Linked DNA regions of Capra hircus: region 1 is linked to region 2. Evidence: chromatin contacts called from public Hi-C data. All regions are on one chromosome and are shown on one strand. The core of a region is the stretch at or near the end of the contact, and the rest is flanking DNA. Distances in the headings are between cores, read along the strand shown. Region 1 holds the start of FAM129A (protein Niban). Region 2 overlaps FAM129A (protein Niban).

Evidence for each region. Hi-C and Micro-C count contacts between places; a contact is called where the count stands out from the background.
Region 1: a Hi-C map of blood shows a contact between it and region 2, with 2.6 times the contacts expected there. The contact joins the promoter of FAM129A here to the enhancer-like site in region 2. A contact is called at or near these places in 4 of 5 Hi-C or Micro-C datasets (blood and liver).

What each region holds. Positions count from the first base shown.
Region 1 is chr16:64,628,033-64,633,295 of ARS1.2, reverse strand. FAM129A (protein Niban) reads left to right here and starts at 2,105. Exons shown (of 14, transcript XM_018060719.1): 1 at 2,105-2,304. The coding sequence starts at 2,250.
Region 2 is chr16:64,458,534-64,464,044 of ARS1.2, reverse strand. It overlaps FAM129A (protein Niban), which reads left to right. Exons shown (of 14, transcript XM_018060719.1): 13 at 764-875; 14 at 2,805-5,511. The coding sequence ends at 3,931. Among named protein-coding and RNA genes, the nearest start is that of EDEM3, 36 kb to the right of the region's middle. Within about 2 kb of position 1,339, at least 2 of the 5 cell types and tissues checked have an H3K27ac peak or open chromatin away from gene starts, as enhancers often do.

The DNA of each region.
Region 1 (5,263 bases), core at 856-3,355, 170 kb before region 2:
TGTATGATACCCTTAATACTGAGAGCTGACTAGAATATTGAGAAAAGAGTTGAAGACTGAATCGGTCAAATCACTGAATAGCTGGAAATGCTCTTGATCCACTGAGATCACAGCTTCCAGTGATTGCAGATTCTTATATTTTATATCTCATTCCTTCACTTATTCAAGAGTTATCTACTGAGCACCTGCTATGTGCTAGGTGCTGTTCTAGGCATCGAACATACTATCAGAGAACATAAAAATCCCTGCCCTTAAGAAAGGAAAAACAGCAACAACAGCATCAACAAAGACAGTCTCTGACCTCATGGAATTTCCATTTCAGTGGGGAAAGCCAGAAAGAAACATGTCAGATGATGCTGGTTGATATGAATAGGGGAAGAGGCAGAGGGATGAAGCCCGGTGTTTAAACAGGGGGTTAAGGAAAGCATCTCTGATATATTAGGATCTAAGTAGAGATTGAATGAAGTGAGACAGTTGGAAGGGAAGCCATGCGAATTATCTGAGGGAAGAGAAAGCTGGGTGAAGAGCGAGCATGTGCAAAAAAGGCCCTGAGCTTGGTGTGCCCTAGCAGAGCAAAAAGGCCAGTAGGGCTGGAAGGGGAGGGAGAGTGGGTGGTAGGTGAGGGCAGAGAGGAAGTCGGGGCTTGTGTCAGTGACAGACTTTGTGGCTTTTCTCTGAAGGAGACAGGCCAGTTAGGAGGCATGTGTAATTATCCAGGTGAGAAATGATGGGGTTGATAGCTGTGGAGAGGATGAGAAATGGTTGGACACTGGATTTATTTTGGAAGTCGATTTGAAAGGATTTACCGACGAACTGGAACTGGAACGTAAGATGTGAGAGACTGGGGGTGAGGTATGAGAAATCTTTGCGTTAGAATGCTAGATAAGTAACTTTGGAGAGAAAAATGTCCCCCTCAGGCCTGGTTCTTGTGTGAACAGATCGTTTGACCTTGAAGGTTAAGTCAGCAGGAGTCACTAAAATCTGACTGCTAAGAATAGGGAGAGATGAGTGGTGACCCTTCTGCCAAGCTGGTTCTTGTCTGGGAGGAGCTGCCAAGCTAAACAGTGCTTGTGGGAAAAGAACAAGTGCCCTTTCTAATGAACTATTTCTAGTTTGTCAAGGAAAGGAAGGGAATCTAAAGCTCCAACAGCAGATTTTGATCAAATCTCAAGAAGTTGCTGGACTGTGAGCCTATTGTAGGATCCAAACTTAGGTTTTCTCTATTTTTTTTTTTTTAATTTCTCTCTTTTTTCCCTTCATCCTCCACTCCCTCCTTGGCTCAACTTCTTTTTTAAAAATTTTTATTGGCCATATAGTTGATTTACAATGTTGTGTTAGTTTCAGGTGTACAATAAAGTGTATCAGTTTTGCAGGTACATGTATTCACTATTGTTTATAGGTTCTGTTCTCACATAGAGCACTGAGGAGAGTTCCCTGTGCTATACAGTAGGTTCTTGTTAGTTACCTTTTAAGTACGTAGTCGTGTGTGTGTGTGTCAGTGCCAATCTGCCAACCCCCTCCCCCATCCATCTGCTGTGTGTGTGTGTGTGTGTGTGTGTGTGTGTGTGTGTGTGAGTGAAAGTCGCTCAGTTGTGTCTGACTCTTTGCAGCCCCATGGACTGTACAGTCCATGGAATTCTCCCCTGGATCCATCCCCTGAAAGGATCCATCCCCTATCCCCTGGTGACCTTAAGTTTGTTGACTTCATTTGGGATTCTACTTCTGTTTTGTAAATACGTCCATATAAACCCTTTAAATTGAATTAGCTGCCTCCTAGATTTTGCATGTCTAACAAGTTCTTAGGTGATGCTCCAGAATTGTTGCTTCTGGTACCGAAGAGCAGGGCGTGCAAAGCAAGGGGCCCTTGACCTCCACGTCCTGAGAGGTGAGGAGGGAGGTTCCACCTTCAGAGGTGTCCGGTCACCAGGGAAACTGTCCTCTGACCCCAAGGTGAAAATAAGAAGCCAGCGAAGAGAAGAAAAGTCCTTCCAGACCCGACATCCCCTCGAGCTCACCAGTGGAGCGAGGGCGGGAAGACAGCTCCGGGCCGGCCCACAGATCCTTAGAGGGCGCGGACCCGGAGGAGGCGCCCCGGCAGGCCGCGCCTCTCGGAGGAAGTTTGCCCTTTAATTGCAGAGCCCGGATCGCCGTCGCACCAACTTCCAGGAGCTGGCAGCGGGCGCCGACGGGAGTGTCCGTCTTTCCCGCCCGGGCAGCCGCGGCGCTCCGCATCCTCCGGCACCGTCACCATGGGCGGCTCGGCCTCCAGCCAGCTGGACGAGAGCAAGTGCGCCTACATCCGAGGTACGCCCGCCGGGGGCTTCCCGGGAGCGCGACGGGTCCGCCCGGAGCCTGGGGCCAGGCTGGGCGCCCGGGCACAGGTCCGGGAGCGGGTAACTCGCGCGGTACCCGCCGCGCTCCCGCCCTCCACGGCCGGCTCAAGAGCTGCGGGCGCGCGGATGACCCGGGCGCACAGCCCCTCCCCAGCCAGGCGGGTCCCCCAGCCAGGCGGGTCCCCGCGCCGGAGGGCAGCTCGCCGGAGCGCCCAGGTCGGGGTGGGGTGCGCGGGTCCAGGGCGCATAGGCTCGGGATGCTTCGGACGCGCCGCCGGACGGTTGGGAAACGCAGGTGCCGGCTGCGGAGAGGGGGACCACCCCCCTTGTTTCCGCCACACTGCGGTCTTCCGTGTCAGTTCTGCACACCCCAACCCCCGCCCCCCGCGCAGCAACACCTCGCCCCCCTGTACCTGGCGTGGCACACAGTTCTGAGCCCTTTGTGAACTTGCCGAAAAGAGAACAGGGGGGATACCCCTCACTTCTAGAGATTTCCCTGGGGATTCCCGGCCTCTTGCGCTGAATTCCCCTCCTGGTGATATTGGCCGGGTTTTGCAAAAGGCAGCGTCGGCCACAGCTTCACTTGAGCTTCATAATGTCACTTGCGGGATGGTTTCATCAGAGGCAGCGAGCCAGTTTCATTCCCCGCCCAGGTTGTTCCCTTCCCGGAGGGGAGGCGAGGGGCGAGGGGCAAGGGCGGCGGGCAGGCAAAAGAGGAACACGCGTGTTGTGTAACCGTGACTGAAGTTGTAGACGGAGAGAAACTCACTTGAGCGACTTTCAGGGAAACAGTGATACAGTAGAATGTGAGGCAGAAGAAAATAAAACCCAAACTGAGCTGAAACTGCAGGAAATCATGACTCTTTATCTCCTGGGTGAAATTGGCCTCTTTCTCTTCCCTCCCCCACAAACCTTGCCCACCGCCACTACCCAACAGTTGGTTAGCTCGTGAATTTGTTTTTCTGGCTTTAGAAATACCTGCTAAACTAGTATTATACTCTAGGTTTTATCCTAATTCTGTTTAAAAAAAAATTAAGTTCTTTCTGATAACCTCTTTCTGGCCCCTGAACCATTTCCTAAGAGGGAAGGATTTAGTTAGTATGCTTATTCCGTATTTGCTTGCAGTTACCACAACATTGAAAACCGCTTAAAACGGATATCAAATCAGGGCACGTGAGAGCAATTTAATTGATTTTCCAGACTTCTGCTCTGCTGCTTTCAGAGGTGGATGATCACCAACAGCCCATACTGTCAGGGAGCAAAACTTGGTCAAGTATTCCTTTGCTGTTTATTTAACATGCGGGAAAAGATGGGTGATTTATTTATATTAGAAAAAAAAAAGCTAAACTAAGTGTGCCTTAGTCTTAAAATTTGGCTACAGGCTTATTGTTGATATCAGTGTGTAGGGGACTGAAAGAACAATGTAATAGAACATTGTGAGAAGGGGCTTGCATTTAGTTATTAGCAAAATAGGTTTATGGCGTTTATTTTATAACACCGTATTTCACTGAAAAGCTTAGAAACACATAAAGTTGTAGCATGGCCATCTATAGCAATCATTGGAAGTCCAGCCATATGAGGGGTTAACTTGCTTGAAGAAGACTTCATGGTTACCACGGTTATTGTTGCTGATGCTAGCATTGTACTCATGTGATAAGAAAATGTGTTACCTTTTTCATTCTGAAATCAAATTATTACACATACAAAAATATGAGATAGCTCGTGCACAGGAAGGATTGGTAATAAATGTGTTCTGAATGTATTAAAACTATAACAGATGCGTGACGGTCATTACATCCTCTGGTCTTGTTTGTTCTCTTACATCTCCTCATTATTTGTTTGGGAGGGCACTTTCAAAATATGTAGGGGTGGAGGCAAGAGAAGAGTTAAAGTTGAATACCTCCAGAGAAAATGAGAAGTCTCCTCATTCGAGAATACTGGTCTTGCCAAAAAGAGAAAACAGCACTGGAAAAATGCATGGTGTTGTGAATTGTTAGTGCATGAGCAAAAGAAGGTCATGAGGCTGTGATTTCCTGACAGTTTTGAAGCCCCAGATCCCTGAAAAAAAACCATAACCCTGTCTTCACTGCTTTGCCCATCCTTTAGCCCATAAATATTCTCAAGGTTTGATTTAATCATAAGCAGAACAATTGAAAATATGACGGTAAAGTTTAAACACAATTTTATGACCTGTTTCTCATAAAGTAGCTGCCAGTGAAATAGTATGGATTTGAAAGCTCCTGTAGCTGAGACAATAACTTTCCTTCAAGCTTAATAAACTTTGCCAACATGGAGGATAACTAGTCAATACATTTGCAGTGAATTTTGTGAACTTAATCTTGTACGTGTTGAGAGCAGCTGTATTTTAGTAGGCTGATGATTCTGAATCAGCACTAGCTTTTCAGCAAATCATTTAACAGCTGCCATTTCGTTTGTGTGCCTCAAAACTTTGTGTTAATAGTGATCTCTGTCACACAGATATTTCAAAAGTAATTTATTTCTTAGGATTTAGTCAATCTCTAGGTAAAGGGATGTCAGAGGTGTTAAAGGTGTTACTTTGTCTCTAAAGATGTTAGTTTTGAAAATTACTGATTGGCTCATGTTTCTTAAGGACAGAATACATTTTGAGGATAGTGTCTCTAAGTCTTTGAGTAACGTCTCTTGATAAAATGATGCTATTCATAAATAATACTAAGATCAATTTGTAATCACATGGGTGATATCATCTGTTAACCTTCAGAAATGCTTTTTAGTAGTGACCTAAATGGGTTTTTCTTTAAGGAAAAAGAAAGCTCATATAATGCAGGCATCAGTGATCATTTTAGGGCACTTTTTTCTTTTACTGGCTTGTTTTCTTTTCCTTTCAAACTTTTGGTATGCCTAAAAGTGAACTACCGCTCCAAAAACAGTGTTTTCCTGTTAAGGCAATA
Region 2 (5,511 bases), core at 90-2,589:
AGTTAAACATATATCTACTCTAGGACACAGCAGTCTCACTTCTAGGTATACACTCAAGTAGCCCCTAAATCCACAAAATCATACACAAGAATATCAATAACAATTATGTTCATAACAGTCAATATCCAGCAGTAGGAATATAGATAAACAGTTTTAGCTTGTCCACATAATAAGTGCCATTCATCAATAAAAACAAATGAACTACTGATGCATGCAGCACATGGATGAATCTCCAAACACAAACACAAAACAAGAGTACAGGGTTCCATTTACATAAAGTTAAATAACAAGAAAAACTAATCTAGTGTGATAGATACAACATCAGAGCTTAATCTCTTGGTGAGCAGTCTAGACTGGAAAAAGGTATAGGGGTGATGGGAATGTTCACCTTGATCTGGGTTATGGTTATCTGAGTATATTTATATGTTTAAAGTTGTTGAGCTCTACTTTTAAAACGTGTGCATTTTTCTCGGTATTTCTTACACCTTAGTAAAGTACTGTTGGCATTAAAAAAGAAGGAAAAAAAGGAAATGTCCAGACCCACTGACAAGGCCTTGAGATCATCAGGGTCTCTGGTGTCTGCCCCCTCGAAGGGCACAGAGCGTGAGTCCAGTCCAGGGCATGGTGTCAGGGCGAGAGGAAGCAGGTGACCAATGCTTCACACTCCAAGGGGAACAAGAGGGACAGCTGTCCTTTCCAGAGATCTTCTGCAAACTGGTGTCTCATGTGTTGTCCCTTTATCTTCTTATCTCTCCTTCTCCAGGAGCTTCAGAAATATGAGCAGTACATCTTTGCAGATCACACCAATATGATCCACGTTGAAAATGTCTACGAGGAGATTTTACATCAGATCCTCCTAGACGAAAGTCTGAAAGGTATGGAAGGTTTCCCTGGTGCTGGAGAAAGCTCTAGATAGAGGGGCACACCCCTGACAGGGACCCCACAGGGCCAGCTAGGTTTTGTCCACAGGAATGAAAGGGGAACAGGAAATTGACGCCAAGAGCTGGGAAGACAGGACAAGGGACCAAAGAAGCGAGGGCTGCTGACCTCCATTGAGCGGTCGCAATTTGGCTCACACTCCACTGGCCCATTAGATATTATTTTGCTTTCAATCCAAATAAGAACTTTGTGAACTGGGAATTTTAAGCTTCATTTTTCAGATGAGAGGACTAAGGTTAGAGAGATTAACCTAGGATGTCTCATGAACAGCTGGCCTCCTCCGGCTGTTCCAGACAGAACAAAGGAAAAAGAGCTCTTCTTGGCCACAGGCTTACAACGCCTCCCCAGCCTGGAGCAGGTGATTCAGCAGCGGGGCTTCCCAGCTGCTCTGCCCTCTCAGCACATTCCTCACCTCCACTCAGCCAGACAGAATACACTGGGCTGTGACTCCATCCTTGGCGAGCCCCATTAGGACTCTGGCTCCCAGTATCCCGTGGAATCAGGCCCTGCTCAGGATAGGAGTGTTGATAGGAAAACTTTGATAGAAATGCACAGGAGAGGGCTGTCCCTAGAACTATAGACTTGAAACATACCTGGTCTCCACAAAGAAAGCTGGCCAAGCACAAGCCCCAGGTCAAAGTAGCTCATCCAGTGAGACGAGGAATACAAAGATGTCATCTCAGTATCTGCACAGGAAGAGACGTTCAGACAAGGCCGCTGCCCGGCCACCACAGCACCCTTGGGCGAATTAGGGAAAAAGCTCTCTTCCTCTAGACGGCAGACTGCTGTCTGTCAAAAAATTGTCACGATATACTGGTTTGGTTTGAGCAGGACATGCTGCTGCAGCCTGCTGGAAAATTACTCTGCTGAATACACAAATCTGTGATGTGAATGGTATCCCCTTGGGTGTGAGATTGTTGGGCACTGTACAGCCTACACAGCCAGAGGTAGAGGCTGACTGTCAAAAACGTCAGCTGCTGGTTGTCGTTATTTTTTAAAATTAATTTTTACTGGAGGATGGTTGCTTTGCAGTGTGTGTTAGTTCCTGCCGTAAAGCAAAATGCATCAGCCGTGTATTTACACGCATTCCCTCCCTTTTAGTTCCTTCCCATTCAGGTCACCGCAGCGCGAGGAAGGAGAATTCCCTGTGCTATACAGTTGGCCAAACAAAAGATAAGATGCTCAATTGCTATGTTAATTATGCTAATTGTTAGAGAACTCCAAATCTCTGACCTGAATGGCCATCATTAAAAAAAACCTACAAACAATAAATTCTGGAGAGGATGTGGAGGAAATGGTTGTTATTATTGATTTTATTCCTCTCGGGGCCTCTAGGACTGAGCTGGATGGACAGAGGCCTTTAGTTTGGACACTGCAGGTCATAAGGTTCTCTCTGCAGGCTCAGTGCTAAGGACTGTTCAGGACTGTTCTGAGTGTAAAAGCAGAGAAAATAAGGGCCTGTCCCGCCCTAAAGGAGTGTCAGTCGAAGTAGACACACTGCAGCTGCACATACTAGCAGCTAATGAGATGTGGGGGGTGCTCCAAGGGTGATACCAATGATGGTAGTAGATTTGACCTCTTTGAAAGCCAAGGCCATGTTTTATTCATTCATCTTTGGATTGTGCTGTTTGAATAAATGAATGAGTGAACATTACAGAGGTCCAGGGTTTGGAATGAGCCTGTAAGCTCTGGTCATCAGGGAAGGCTTCCTGAAAGAGGGTTAGATGTAAGCTGTAATTTGAAATTGGGAAATTCAGACGGTTAGAAAAGCTGAGAGGGAAGTTTAGCTTCTGGATAGAATCAGAAATTCCAGATTAATCAGGGCAAGGTTTTAACATTATGTTTTGCTTTCTGGTATCTCTCAGTGATAAAGGAGGCTGCTATCCTGAAGAAACACAATTTGTTTGAAGACAACATGGCCTTGCCCAGTGAAAGCGTGTCCAGCCTCACTGATCTAAAAACTCCTGCGGGGTCAAACCAGGCCAGCCCCGCCAGGAGAGCCTCAGCCGTTCTCCCCGGAGTTTCAGAGAGTGAGATCCTGAGTAATGAGGTGTTCCAGGAGGCAGGGGAGATGAAACAGCCAGAGGTCCCTAGTCCATTGGCCAGAGAAGAAGGCCTTTCCCTCCCTGTGTCCAGCCCTCCCCCAGATGGGGACACGCAGGTCATCGATTCAAGTATAGATGGCCCGGTTGTGAATCTGGTGGCTACAGAGGTGACAGCAGGTGCCCTGGGCACACACTTGTCACAGCTGGAGTTGGAAGAGACTCCTGAGGGCTGGGGAACCACCCAGGAAGATACAGAGCCCAGCTCTGCTGCAGGCTCCTTGAAGGAGCTCAGAAATTTGCTGACGGTGACTGCCGAAGTACCAGAGGAGTCCGCTGTGCTCGAGGTTGAGAAAGATACACATGAGGAGGCCCTTGTTCCCCAAGATACTGAAAAAGAAGAGGAAGCAACCCAAATTGACACAGAGGCCAGTCAACCATCTGCCTTGGGTCAGGACAACTGTGAAGAAAGTGAAGTCAGTGAGGGGGAGGCCCGTGGTCCAGCTCCCAAGGCCGAGGCCAGCGGGGTGGAGCTGGGAGAATTTCCAGATGCTCAGCCAGCCTGCGGGGGGCTCAGTGAGGGGGCCTGGGGCCCAGACCCCACAGAGGAGCCGGGAGAGCCCGCTGAGAGCAAGCTCACAGAGGGTGCTTCCGGACTGGGCGCCCTGGAAGGAGGAGGGCCCATGTGCTCTGTGGAGGCTGAAGCTGTGCCCCTAGAAGCTTGCGTGTTCCGTTCTGACCCCATCAGCCCCAGGGAGAGCCAGGTTTCTGTGGAAGAAGAGGCGGTGGGCGGGAGCTGCAGCGCAGCCCAGCCTGCCACCAGCGAGGATGCCCAGGAGAGGAAGGCCGACCCCGTTCACGAGTGTCAGTGGGTGGTGGAGAATGTCGCCAACATCAACACCCTAGATACACAGAGAGAAGACCCCCCAGAGCCCCCTTCAGAGGAGTGAAAGGGACAACGTGGCCAAAGTCCTTCTTGGAACAAACTCAGCCCAAAGGGGGAGGGGGTCGGGTGCCTGTGAGTTGTTACCAAAAAAAAAAAAAAAAAGCATGAAGTACTTCTTTAATTTGTATCATGAACTAGAGGGAAATGCACACGGGGCAGGAGCACTGAGGCCAGCCTTTGTGGAATGGAACTGTCCTCCCATGAATTATGGCTTTAGCATTTGAGTAAGAATTACAAAGGTAATGGTGTGTGTCGGGGTGGGGTGAGAGGCAGCTGAGGAGCCCAGGGTGGGACGGGGCTGCAGGGAAGGCAGAGGAGACAGCTGGGCACCCTGCGCATTCTCTTCTAATGCACTTTAAGGCTTCTTCATGCCCGGCTGCAGGAAAGGGAGATGGTGAGCTCCGGCCCCTCCCGCCTGCTGTGTGCAGCCCACAGAGCCTGAGCGATCAGCCTGAGACATCTCAGGAAAGCTGAGCGGAAACAGAGCAAGACTGTGGTCTGGGGGGCTGGCTGGGACTCTTACTAATGCCGCGATCAATTTCCTACTAATTAATCTTGTTAATTCTTATTAATTAATCACTTTTTGGAGAACATCAGATGAGGCAAGGAAATTTCTTTGGCATGTTTAAGGCTGAAAGCCTTCCAAATTAGCCTTAGACTGTGCAGAGAAAGAGCTTAGCTAAATTATCAAGCATAAAGCTGACCAATTAAACATTATTTGAACAGCTATTCTACGACACATGCTGCATTAGGCATAGTAACAAAAAAGAACAAAAGAAAAAAAAGAAAGATTAGGTGCTTGTCTAGCATAAATGAAAGGATCCAAAGGAATTTAATCTGAAAGAAAAAAAATATATACTGATTTTCAAAATATGACAACTTTCTTTCTTTGCATTGAAACAGTCCTGATTTATTCCCAGGAGGGAATAAAGTGAATAAATGAATAAAAGAAGAAAGAAAAGAGGGAAGTAAAAGGGAGAGAGAAAGGAAGAAAGAGAGAAACCAAGCTATAAATCATTAAGTTCCAAAGATATTACCAACAATGGAAATTATTTGCTTAGTTGTTTAGCAAATTGAGTCTTGTTATGTCCCAGGCTCTGATACTGTGGTGAAAATGGCTCTCTTCCTTTCTCTTAGAACTTACTTTAATGGAAATAGATGGCAATACATCTTCTGAATGGATCATGACCTTTACCTGTGAGTGTTAAGGTGGAATGAACTTTCTTGCCAAAGATTAAAAAGATGTATTCTCTTGTCCTTCAGAAAAATACCAGATGATTTTCTAAAAGCTTTAGTCCCAGGTCTACATCTTGAAATTTCCTTCTACAAATTTTAAAATTAGATCTCAACATATTGTCCTAAGAGCTTGTTTTGATTATCATCAGCAAGTAGTTAATATCAGTTTTTTTTTAAGAATTTATACATAGTTTGACTATTTAACCAGGAATTAAAATATCTCTCTCTCCACCTCGCTATGAAGAATTGCTTGGATTTCTGGGTCATAGGGGATGAAAAATAATCAATATACTCTCATATTGAATTGTTTCAACCTTGGCTCATAATGGTAAAGAATCTGTCTGCAAA